Regions from separate parts of the Mus musculus genome. Here region 1 is linked to region 2. Evidence: chromatin contacts called from public HiChIP or PLAC-seq data. All regions are on one chromosome and are shown on one strand. Each heading gives the region's core, a stretch centred on a gene start, on an enhancer-like site or on the middle of the called end of the contact. The rest is flanking DNA. Distances are from core to core; before and after follow the strand shown.

Region 1 (5,328 bases), core at 426-2,925, 130 kb before region 2:
AATACTGGTGGGTCTCCAGGAGGTGGGAACTAACTAGTCTTGTGGAGAGCAGCGCATGTATGTATATATGTATGTATGTATGTATGTATGTGTGTATGTGTGTATGCATGCATGCATGCAAGTATGTATTATGTATGTATGTATTATGTATGTATGTATGTATGTATGTATGTATGTATGTATGTATGTATTTTTTAAATGGGTTTGGTGGCCACTTTCTAGTTTCCTCTGCTTCTCTCCAACCAGGATGTCATTTCTTGGTTGGTCAGGGCCTGCCATAGGATAGGTAGGCTGTCTGTGAGCTGCACCCCATGCCCTTTACTGGGGGATTCTAGACAGGTCTTTTACTCTAGTACCTGCCCTACCCTCACCTCCCACTCTGCCTATCAGTTGGGTCCTACTCTGGTGTTCTATGGCTGAGTTACATACCAGGCTTCCATTGGAAGATTCTAGGCCTCAGCTTTAACAGCCAGTCATTCCCTTCACTAGGGAGGCACTCCCACAGGAGGATTCCAGGCAAGCACTCTACCCACAGCCTCTGGTGCAGCATGTAGTCGTTTGCTTGCTTTAGTTCTTTTGAGAAAGGATCCCACTGTGTAGCTCTGGCTGACCTAGAACTTACAGAGATCCGCCTGCTTCTGCTTCCTGAGTGCCTGGACTGAAGGCATCGTGCCACCACATCCTGATAAGATGTAGAGGTTTCTTGTTCCCCCCGCTGCGGGTGATTGACACACTAGATGCTGAATCTACAAATAGGGAGGGCAGATCGAAGCCCTTCAGACCGTGGGCGTGTCTGTATCAATTGAACCAGCCTGTTCTTCCTCATTTTCTTTGTTTTCCCCGTGGCTTCTTCAGGCAGGCAAGAGCTGGACTTCCAGAGGCTGTTCCCAGAGCTGTGACTGCATGGAAGGGGTCATTCGATGCCAGAATTTCCAGTGTCCCTCGGGGACTTACTGCCAGGACATTGAGGATGGCACCAGCAACTGTGCCAATATCAGTAAGGGAGCCACCTGGGGGAAGACGGAGCGGGAATGCTCGTGACTAAAGGGCTCGGAGGCAGGATGAGAAGGTTAGCTCCCCAGGCCTTGGAGGTCAGTGATAGAGGGGAGAGATTCTGACCCATAACTCACTGGGTCCTTTCTCAGCATTTGTTTCTCCACGGTTAGTATCCCATGACGAACAGGGAGACCCATTTTATTACTTCATTCCTTGGAGCTTAGCATGCATCGCATGCTCAGTAAATGTTTACTGAATGAATAATACAAGGGAGAAAAAAAAAAAACTCAAAAGCTCTGTTGGCCTTCAGCCACACCTGGTTTCCATAGCTACTGTTTCCTGAGCCCCTCTAATCTTTTCCACTAACCCAGCTTTCCCTCTAACCCACAGCTCTGCAGTGCCCCGCCCACAGCAGCTTCACCAACTGCCTTCCACCCTGTCAGCCTTCCTGCTCGGACCCAGAAGGCCACTGTGGGGGCTCCACCACCAAAGCCCCCTCCGCCTGCCAGGAGGGCTGTGTCTGTGAACCTGACTATGTGGTGCTTAACAACAAGTGTGTGCCCAGAATTGAGTGTGGCTGCAAAGATGCCCAGGGTGTCCTCATCCCTGTGAGTGGGTGTGGAGAGTGGGATGGGGAATGGGGGGGTGCTGGGGTGATGACTCAGTGGGTGAGGTATATGCACCAAAAGAATGAGGACCTACGTTTGAATTTTTGCAATGCATGTGAACTGGCTGGGTGGCCTGTGCCTGTAATCCAGCGCTCCTACTGGGAGATGGGAGGCAGAAACAGGAGAATCCCTAGAAACTTGAGGGCTAGCTTGTGCTGTGTGCTCAGTGGAGAAGGCCAACAGCCAAAAGGGTGGGAGGGGGGAGGAGAAGGGGAGAGGGAGAGAGGGAGGGAGGGGGAGAGGGAGAGAGAGAGAGAGAGCACTGTGTCAATATGCAATTGAGGGTTTGGACCATCCTCTGACTTCTACACATACATGTGCTGTAGTTTCACACACATAAATGCACCTACTCGCACACAAAGATCATTTTGAAAAGTGCCATGAGGGCAACTTTCTTCCCTTCTGCCTTGTGCACATGGGATGCGCCTGTCTGTATGCATGGCTTCATGACTGCCTCTGGAGTGTGAGGGTTGATCAGGTTCTGGAACATACTAGCTGAGTGCTCTGTAGCTGAGCCTCCACAGGCAAATCATCTGTCGTCAGAAGCTATGTGAACTGCCCTGTGCCCCCAAACCACCAAGGGAAGATGGATACCACGGAGTTGCTCTGTAAGGGTTTTGATGGGAGCTTCTAGGCAGGTGCTCTACCAATCACACAGGTCTCACCCCCACCACCTCCAATTTTCCATCAATAATTGGTTGACTGACTAGATGTGAAACGTGCAGATATGAAGGGCAAAGGTCAGCACTTCAGAGAGATGAGGCTGTGGCCCTCTAACCAGACTTCCTGCTCCTGTTCCATTTTTTAACTCCCGTGGCTTTTGTAGGCAGACAAGATCTGGATCAACAAAGGCTGCACACAAACCTGTGCCTGTGTGACAGGGACCATCCACTGCAGGGACTTCCAGTGTCCCTCAGGGACCTACTGCAAGGACATCAAGGATGACACCAGTAACTGCACTGAAATCAGTAAGAGGACCACAGGAACGGTGGGGGGCTGTTCATGACTGGAAAAATTAGGGGCACGGCCAGAGGGAGCTTAGTCCCCTGGGCCTGAGAGGTCAGGGGTAGGAGGTAACACAGTGAGGAGAGATTCGGGGGACCAATTTTTGGGCTGGGTACTTTCTTAGACTTGGTTTCCTCATGGTTACCACCCCATAATAACTCAGAAGACCCATTCTCATTACTTCCTTTCCTAGGGGATTGGCACACAGCCTGTGGTCAGTAAATATTTTGGGGGGGGGACCCAAAAACCTACCTTCAAGTTTTCTTGAACATTCTAGCTTCTCCTGTTTCTATAGCGTGTGCTTCTTTAAGCCCCCTCTGGGCCTCTCCACTTACCCCACTCTCTCTTTCCCCTATAGCTCTGCAGTGCCCGGACCACAGCCTCTACACCCACTGCCTTCCCTCCTGCCTGCCTTCCTGCTCTGACCCAGATGGCCTCTGTAGAGGCACCAGCCCCGAAGCCCCCTCCACCTGCAAGGAGGGCTGCGTTTGTGAACCTGACTATGTGCTGAGTAACGACAAGTGTGTGCTCAGAATTGAGTGTGGCTGCAAAGATGCTCAGGGTGTTCTCATCCCGGTGAGTGGGCGTGGAGAGTGGGGTTGGTGGGGGCTGGGAAATGGCTCAGTGTGAAAACATTTGCTCTGGAAGTATGGGACCCTGAGTTTGAATTCCTACAACCCGTGTAAACCACGGCAGTCTGCCTCTAATTCCACAGGCTCCTATTGGGATTTGGGGAACAGGGACGGGAGAACCCCCAGAAACTTAAGGGCTAGATACTCCTGTGTGGGCAGCAGTGAAGAACAGGAAAGGGGCGAGAGCGCTGTAGAAAGTGAGGACCAACACCTGAGGTTTTCCTCTGGCTTCTACAGATACATGCACTCCTATTTATAACCATGCCAGAGAAAACACAAACATGCACATGCACGCATACATACATACAAACATGTGTTCACATACACACGTGCGCATACATGTACACACTCACATTTGTTCTAAAAACTAGTATTGTACTGAGCATGGTAGCATATTCCTTTTTTCTTTTTTTAAGTCCGTTTGTTTATTTCCTTTACATCCATATCTTCATTTCCCCTCCCTCCTCCCCTCTCAGTTCTTTCCCCCTCCCCTCCCCTCCCCTCCCCTCCCACCATCCATTCCTTCTCCCTTTCTCTTCAAAAAAGGGGAGGCCTCCCACAGGTATTACTCAGCCTCAGCATATCAAGTTGCAGTAGACTAGGTGCATCTTCACCTATTGAGACTAGGTGAGCAGCCCAGTGAGAGGAAAGGATCCAAAGACAGGTGACAGAGGCAGAGACAGCCCCTGCTCTTACTGTTAGGAATCCTACATGACGACCAAGCTACACAACTGTTATATATGATGGCTCATTTCTTTAAGCCCAGCACTCAGGAGGCAGAGGCAGAGTCACAGGCACAGGCACAGACACGCAGATACAGATAGACACATAGACATACAGACACAGGCACAGACAGAGACACACAGACACAGATACAGATACACAGACACACTAATACACAGACACACAAACACAGACAGACACACAGATACACAGATACAGAGATACAAATACACAGGCACAGATACAAAGACACAGACACAGGCACAGACAGAAACACAGATACACAGACACAGGTAGATCTCTGTGAGTTTGAGACCAGCTAGGTATACAAAGTGAGTTCCAGGACAGGCAGGACTACAAAGTGAGATCCTGTCTCAAAACAAAACAAACAAACAAACAAACAAACAAAAACAAAATAAAAAAGAAAAGAAAACGAGCCTCCTCTCCTGCTTCTCTCTACTTGGGATGCCGCTATCTGAATGGATAAAGGTTAGAAAGTGGCGCACACCTTTAATCCCAGCACTCAGGAGGCAGAAGCAAGTGGATCTCTGAGTTGAGGCCAGGCTGGTCTACACAGCGAATTCCAGGACAACCAGGACTACACAGAGAAATCCCATCTCAAAAACAAAAGGAAGTCCTAGAAAATATTAGGCCAGTGTTCCTCTGCTGATCTATGCTCCTGTCCCCTCCTGCGGATATGAGACTAGGTTACATTACGTAGCACTCAACTTGAGGACTGAGGTCTGTCACAGAACCACAGCCTCCTCCACCCTCACTGGGGAATCCTAGCAGATTCTCTATAATGAGCCAGGCCCCTAGCCCCTCACTGGAGAATTCTAGGCAATTGTTCTACCTCTTAACCCATCTGCTATAGCTTCTTAGAGGACTCCTGGCAAGTGTTCTACAGATTTCTGTATCTGGGCTATGCTCCCAAGCCACCAACTGAAGATTATAGGCTTAAGCTCTAACACTGAGCTGCACCTCAGTGCAGGGTTCTAGGCATGCTCTGTACCACTAAGTCCACAGCCCGAGATGCATGTCCCCCAAATCTCTTCCTTCCATGTTTAGGATAGATGTGGCATGGGTTTATAGGGAGGGCAAGGGTCAAACAAGAGGTCAGGCTGTTTCCTTAGAACCAGTCCCTCTGTCCTGACTCCCTTCCTCTCGCCTTGGTTTCTGCAGGCAGGTAAGACTTGGATCAACAGGGGCTGCACCCAGAGCTGTTCTTGCATGGGAGGGGCCATCCAGTGCCAGAATTTCAAGTGTCCCTCAGAGGCTTACTGCCAGGACCTGGAGGACGGCAA
Region 2 (5,691 bases), core at 2,633-5,132:
GCACTTGTTTAGGGTTTTAAGCAGTGGAGATGAGGGGAAGGAGTGAGTTGAGTTCCTATGTGGCTTTTCTTTTCCCTTGATTCTTTTGACTCTTGCAGCTTTGTAAACGATACCCAGGCTTTATGCGAGTGGCACTGTCAGAGCCCCAGCCAGAGAGGAGGTAAGAAGCTGCACACCTTGGGATGGGGTAAGGAGGCCACACTGGCTCCGTTCTGGGACAGTGCTGATAAACTTTGTTATGTAGGTTTTTTCGCCGTGGCTGGGTGACTTTTGACCGCAGTGTTAACATTAAGGAGATCTGTTGGAACCTGCAGAACATTCGGGTGAGTGTTGGGAGCGGGGCTATAGGAAGCATGGTTGGGCTCTGCTTGTCCATTTCTCCCGTGTCCACTCAGCCGTGAGGCTTCACCTGCAGGCTTCACTTCTGTCTGAGAAGTTCTGGGACTGTGACCATGGTTCAGTCCCCTTTGGGGAGAGCTTGGGTTCAAGGGTCTCTGTAGGGCCAACTCTCAGGGTGCAGTTCTGGGGCAGTCATGGCCTCCTTGTTAATTATGTCTCTATAGCTCCGGGAGTGTGAACTGAGTCCCGGTGTGAACAGAGACCTGACCCGTCGTGTCCGCAACATAAATGGCATTACACAGCACAAGCAGATAGTGCGCAATGACATCAAGTTGGCAGCCAAGCTAATCCACACACTGGATGACAGGACCCAGCTCTGGGCCTCTGAGCCTGGGACGCCTCCTGTGCCCACAGTCAGTGACTCCCAGGGGATGGTTTCTAGTGTACCCAATGGTTCCTTGTGCTACCCCTGACCTCATCTGCTTGTTTTCCTGATCCCTGGGTCCTATCCATAACCTCCTTTGTTTGCCCCTTTGTCTGGATGCTACCTCCTCTAGCTTCCAACAGCATAGTCATTTGTGGGTTAGGATGGACGAATGAGATTAGGAGACAGGGTTTGTCCGTGATGCTGATCCTGTCTTCATGGCCCAGTTTCTGCGCTGATTTCTCTGCCTTACTGTCCATGTCCTCCTCGCTAGAGCCTCCCCTCGCAAAACCCCATCCTGAAGAACATCACTGACTACCTGATTGAGGAAGTGAGTGCGGAGGAGGAGGAGCTTCTGGGGAGCAGTGGGGGACCCCCTCCTGAGGAGCCTCCCAAGGAGGGCAACCCAGCCGAGATCAACGTGGAGAGAGATGAGAAGCTGATCAAGGTGCCAGTTCCGACCATCTGGAGCATGCGTCCAGGGGAGTGCGGCATGCGGCTTTCTGTATCGGGGCTGAATAGTGACCTTGTGTGTCCACCCTCCCCGCCCCCCAGGTCTTGGATAAACTTCTTCTCTATTTGCGTATTGTGCATTCTCTGGATTATTATAACACCTGTGAGTACCCTAATGAAGACGAGATGCCCAACCGCTGTGGCATAATCCACGTTCGGGGGCCCATGCCTCCCAACCGAATTAGTCACGGAGAAGGTACGTTGCAGGTCCCTCATGTTGTCTTTCATGGCCAACCTCTGTCTACTGTCCCTCCTCTTCCCCCTTGCTCCAGTCTCCCTCTCAGCTTGCCTTTGTCACCCACACAGTGCTGGAGTGGCAGAAGACATTTGAGGAGAAACTGACTCCACTGTTGAGTGTGCGTGAATCCCTTTCTGAGGAAGAGGCCCAGAAGATGGGTCGAAAAGACCCAGAGCAGGAAGTGGAGAAGTTTGTCACCTCCAACACGCAGGAACTGGGCAAGGATAAGTGGCTATGTCCTCTCAGTGGCAAGAAATTCAAGGTCTGAGATGTGAAAAGAATTGTGAGGGTAGATTGGGAGGAGGGCTTGGGTAGCAAAACCCCTAAAAGCCTGGAGGAAGCTGTTACCTTCCAGCGGGGTTCGGTGGGGAAGAGACTGCAGCATGCTGTCCGTCCTCATCCGCTCCTCCCAGGGCCCGGAGTTTGTGCGCAAGCATATCTTCAATAAGCATGCCGAGAAGATCGAGGAGGTGAAGAAGGAGGTGGCGTTCTTCAATAACTTTCTCACAGACGCCAAGCGCCCAGCTTTGCCTGAGATCAAGCCAGCTCAGCCACCTGGCCCTGCCCAGAGTAAGATACGATCTGTGGTGGCTGCCATACCTTTGACTTCTTTCTTCTACTTTGAGAAGTGTGCTCCACTAACCTTCAGGCCCTATTCCTAGAATTCTTGTCAGTCCCTTTCCTCCCCCGCAGTAATTCATGTTCCTGTCCGTGTTGTACTCCCCCCAGGCCTGACCCCAGGACTTCCCTACCCACATCAGACGCCACAGGGCTTGATGCCATATGGTCAGCCCCGGCCTCCCATCTTGGGCTATGGAGGTGAGTGTGGAAAGGCAGTGCAGGGGTTTGGTGTCTGTAGGCGGCTACAAAGCTTAGGCTGAGGTTGAGGTCAGTTTTTAGTTCACCCTGGGTCTTTGTCATAGCTGGTGCTGTCCGCCCTGCAGTCCCAACAGGAGGGCCTCCATACCCCCATGCTCCATATGGTGCCGGCCGTGGGAACTATGATGCTTTTCGAGGCCAAGGCGGTTATCCTGGGAAACCTCGGAACAGGTGAGCACGAACGATGCCCAGGCTGCCTTTCCCCGTCTCTGACTATAGGGACATCTGTTCACATTTCCTTTATCTCACAGGATGGTTCGAGGAGACCCAAGGGCCATAGTGGAGTATCGGGACCTGGATGCCCCGGATGATGTTGACTTCTTTTGAGCCATCCATGTCCCCTCCTGCATTGCTACATCAGTACCCGTGACCACTTTATCCCATCAGCTGAAAAGTTTTTTGTACGTTATTTTACCCGCTAGTAAAAACACTTTGGTAGTGTGTGTTAACTGTGTGCTGTATGTCCCTTCCCAAACACAGGCTGGGCCATAGTAAGCTGAATTACGCCAATTTATTATTTTTCAGAACAGTATCTCTAATTCCAGCTTGGCCTTGCTGTGTAGACCAAGTTGGCTTTGAACTCAGATTCACCTGCCCGTATCATTGTGCCAGGCCCAAACTTGATCGCGGTGGGGGCCTGTGCGAAGTAAATAGGTGGCTGTGTTTAGTCTCAGTTCTGGGATCTACCCAACGGTGCAGGTAGGGCGTGGTGATTCAGAGATTTCTGGTGAAGCACAAGTTGTAGAAGGAATTGGAATCAAAGACGCTTTTTACCTTTTGCCAGCCCACCCATCCAGCAGCTTGTAGTTCACAACGGTTTTTTGGAGTGCCCCAGTAGTGTGGGTCCAGTATCAAGACATAGACTTCTGAACCTGGCCCCTCACAGATCCCCAGCAGGGCCTTGGACTGGGCATCTGCATCTCCTCCTACCATTACTGGGCCCCCACCCGTTGTAAAGTGTGAATAAAGCCGCTCCTCTTCTCCCCTAAGCCCTACTCCGCGGGGCAAGTGGCATAGGCGCCCTTGAGGTCCTCCGAAGTGTTCTAGGCAGAGACTGGCCTCTACACAGCCGATCCAGTTACGGGAGCCCCGGAATCCGGGGGGCTTGTCGCCCATGGCCTCTAGGGCTCCCTGCAAGGCTGGCAGTCCAGGCACGCCCGAGGACTGGCCCCCTGGCCAGGAGCACAGCGTCTGCAGGGTGCGGTAGCCGCATCCCCAGCCACGGTCATCCAGTCCATCGCAACCATAGTGATAGTAAAGGTAGTGGCCTGAGAGGAGGGCCAGTCGGGCGGGATCATGGCAGGGCACAGGCAGGCCCAGGTGCACGTCCTTCAGCAGCTCCAGGGTGCTCGGTAGAGCAGCTGTCATCGAGGCAGGGCCAATTCCGGGTTCCTGGTGTTTTCTGGGACTAGCTACGGGCAGTGTGGGCACGTAGAACCGGAGAACTCTCAGCAAGCAGGCTAGCGGCAGGAGAGATGATTCCACAGGCAGACGAATTAAGGAGCCTTCTAAAAGGCGCCGGCAAACCAGCCTGGCTGCGCAGTCGCAGGCTCCGCCCCTAGGGGCGGGCCCAGCGCTTGCTTCCGCCGGATGCTGCGGGCAGGGTGCCTCAGTGCTCACCAATCCCGAGGCTTCTGTTCCCAGCGTCTCTGACCTCATCCCCGCCCCAACTTCCCGCGTGTTGCACAGACTCTGGTGGCTGTAACAGTTTATTGGCGGCCCAGAGGGGCGAAGGCACCGCGGGGAGGGGAGCTTAGCCCAAGACATGCAGAAGATGGGGAGCCCCTAGTGGGAGGAAGTCGGGGAGGAGTGGACAGGGCCTGGGGGCTCGGTCGTATTATATCCCAGCCCTTAAATAAATAGTGTATATACAGCTAGGGGCTCGGGCAGGGCGGCAGGACCTGGGGTCCCCCAAGGGGTCACAGGTCTGAGCAGCGCTCCTGCTTGCTATAGTGGTCGAACTGGTTCTTCCAGTGCACCATGTAGGAGCTCCAGCGGTGGAACTCGGCCTTCCACTGGCGCTCCGCCTCGTCCAGAGTATCTGCGGCCAGGGCACCCCGCAAGAGTGGGAGAAACGGAACAGGTCGGGTAGTGGAGACCGGTCGTGAGTGCGCCGGCACACACGCATTGTCGGAGGCCGAGCGGGGTGGTGGAAAGAGAACAGTGGATGATCCGGAGAATGAAGGGAGAGGTGGAACAGGAAGGAGAGGAAGAGATAAAAATCACCGGAAGACGGAGGGGAGGGACAGGATCAGAGTGGGAGAAGGGTTCATGGGTTAGTGGGGAAAAGAGAGAAGATACAGAAATAGTTGGCGATTATAAGGCCCTTTGGCTGACGCCAACTAGCCCCGGATCCTTCTCCCCTCAACACCAGGCTCAAGCTCCAAAGGATAATTTTTTACATTAAAAAAAAAAAAATCCTGTTTTTTGAATTTTTGTTTAACAAAGATCCCTGAGTCTGTCCATTTTGTCTCGGCTTGAGAATGGAGTGGGGTTCTGTATCCCTGAGAGGGGCCCCTTCTCAGCTACACACTAGAGTAAGTGTGCTTTGAGACCAGAAGGGGAAAGGATTGCAGTTAGAGCCACGGAAGCCCGGAGTGGAGGAGGAAAAGGAAGAAGAGGAGGGACAGGGCTAAGTCCGGCCCGGGCCTCGGGGCCGCCTCCCCATGGGCGGGGCTTGGGCAGGTGCAAGGAGCCTCCGTGGCTGGGGAGGTGGAGAAGAGAGGGATTACACCCTGTGTTTTGCACCCCATCTCTCTCCCCTCCTTCCAACCCTTGCCGCCTTGTGCATTCCCTGCTCCCCCCACTCCATGCGCCTACCGGTGGCGCTGAGCAATTTGGGGAGAAAGCGATTCCAGAAGGCGCAGGTCTGGGCGCGCAGTCCCCGCCGCACCTCTAAGGGCTTCAGGTTCAGGCTCACATATTGCTGCGCGGCAGTGGTGTACGGTGGCCACTGTGGAGATTTGGAGTCTCGAGGGTCATTGGGGTCCCTGAGGAAGGAAAGGGAAATCTCAGCCTGCCCAGAGGAATAAGGAATGAAGACGTGGATCCTTTTCCTGACTCTGGACCCTCTTCAACTCTTAACACCCAACTCTCTTCTCCCTACTCCAGCCAGCCCCCCACCCCCGCCCTCGCCCCGTGTGAGTGTGTGTGTGTGTGTGTGTGTGTGTGTGTGTGTGTGTGAGAGAGAGAGAGAGAGAGAGAGAGAAATGAGTGCTGCCAATGCTTCTGCCTCAGTTTCCCAGAGTACGGATTTACAGACATGGATAGGTTCCCTTCTCATTTTAAGTACCTTCTA

Evidence for each region. HiChIP or PLAC-seq counts read pairs in DNA pulled down with a chosen protein or histone mark.
Region 1: an HNF4G HiChIP or PLAC-seq map of pancreatic cancer cells shows a contact between it and region 2. The contact joins the enhancer-like site here to the promoter of Ufsp1 in region 2. A contact is called at or near these places in 1 of 39 promoter capture datasets (neural stem cells), 1 of 484 Hi-C or Micro-C datasets (ventricular fibroblasts), 3 of 115 datasets of contacts at active chromatin or transcription factors (embryonic stem cells and pancreatic cancer cells) and 3 of 9 other capture datasets (adipose tissue, liver and pancreatic islet).

Annotation. Positions count from the first base shown.
Region 1 is chr5:137,421,833-137,427,160 of GRCm38.p6, reverse strand. Zan (zonadhesin) reads left to right here. Exons shown (of 88, transcript NM_011741.2): 39 at 856-997; 40 at 1,387-1,604; 41 at 2,491-2,632; 42 at 3,028-3,245; 43 at 5,207-5,328. Among named protein-coding and RNA genes, the nearest start is that of Zan, 53 kb to the left of the region's middle. Within about 2 kb of position 1,675, at least 42 of the 459 cell types and tissues checked have an H3K27ac peak or open chromatin away from gene starts, as enhancers often do. A contact at or near this core is called in pancreatic cancer cells, where this site is marked.
Region 2 is chr5:137,292,860-137,298,550 of GRCm38.p6, reverse strand. It overlaps Ufsp1 (UFM1-specific peptidase 1), which reads right to left and starts at 3,882. Exons shown (of 1, transcript NM_027356.2): 1 at 2,887-3,882. The coding sequence starts at 3,761. The coding sequence ends at 3,108. Ache (acetylcholinesterase) reads right to left here. Exons shown (of 5, transcript NM_009599.4): 4 at 5,214-5,383; 5 at 4,085-4,434. The coding sequence ends at 4,313. It overlaps Srrt (serrate RNA effector molecule homolog (Arabidopsis)), which reads left to right. Exons shown (of 20, transcript NM_031405.2): 11 at 99-160; 12 at 245-323; 13 at 564-752; 14 at 1,038-1,211; 15 at 1,319-1,472; 16 at 1,583-1,776; 17 at 1,928-2,084; 18 at 2,232-2,333; 19 at 2,438-2,564; 20 at 2,645-2,847. The coding sequence ends at 2,720. It overlaps Mir8116 (microRNA 8116), which reads right to left and starts at 4,771; the gene lies at 4,675-4,771. It also overlaps Mir7036.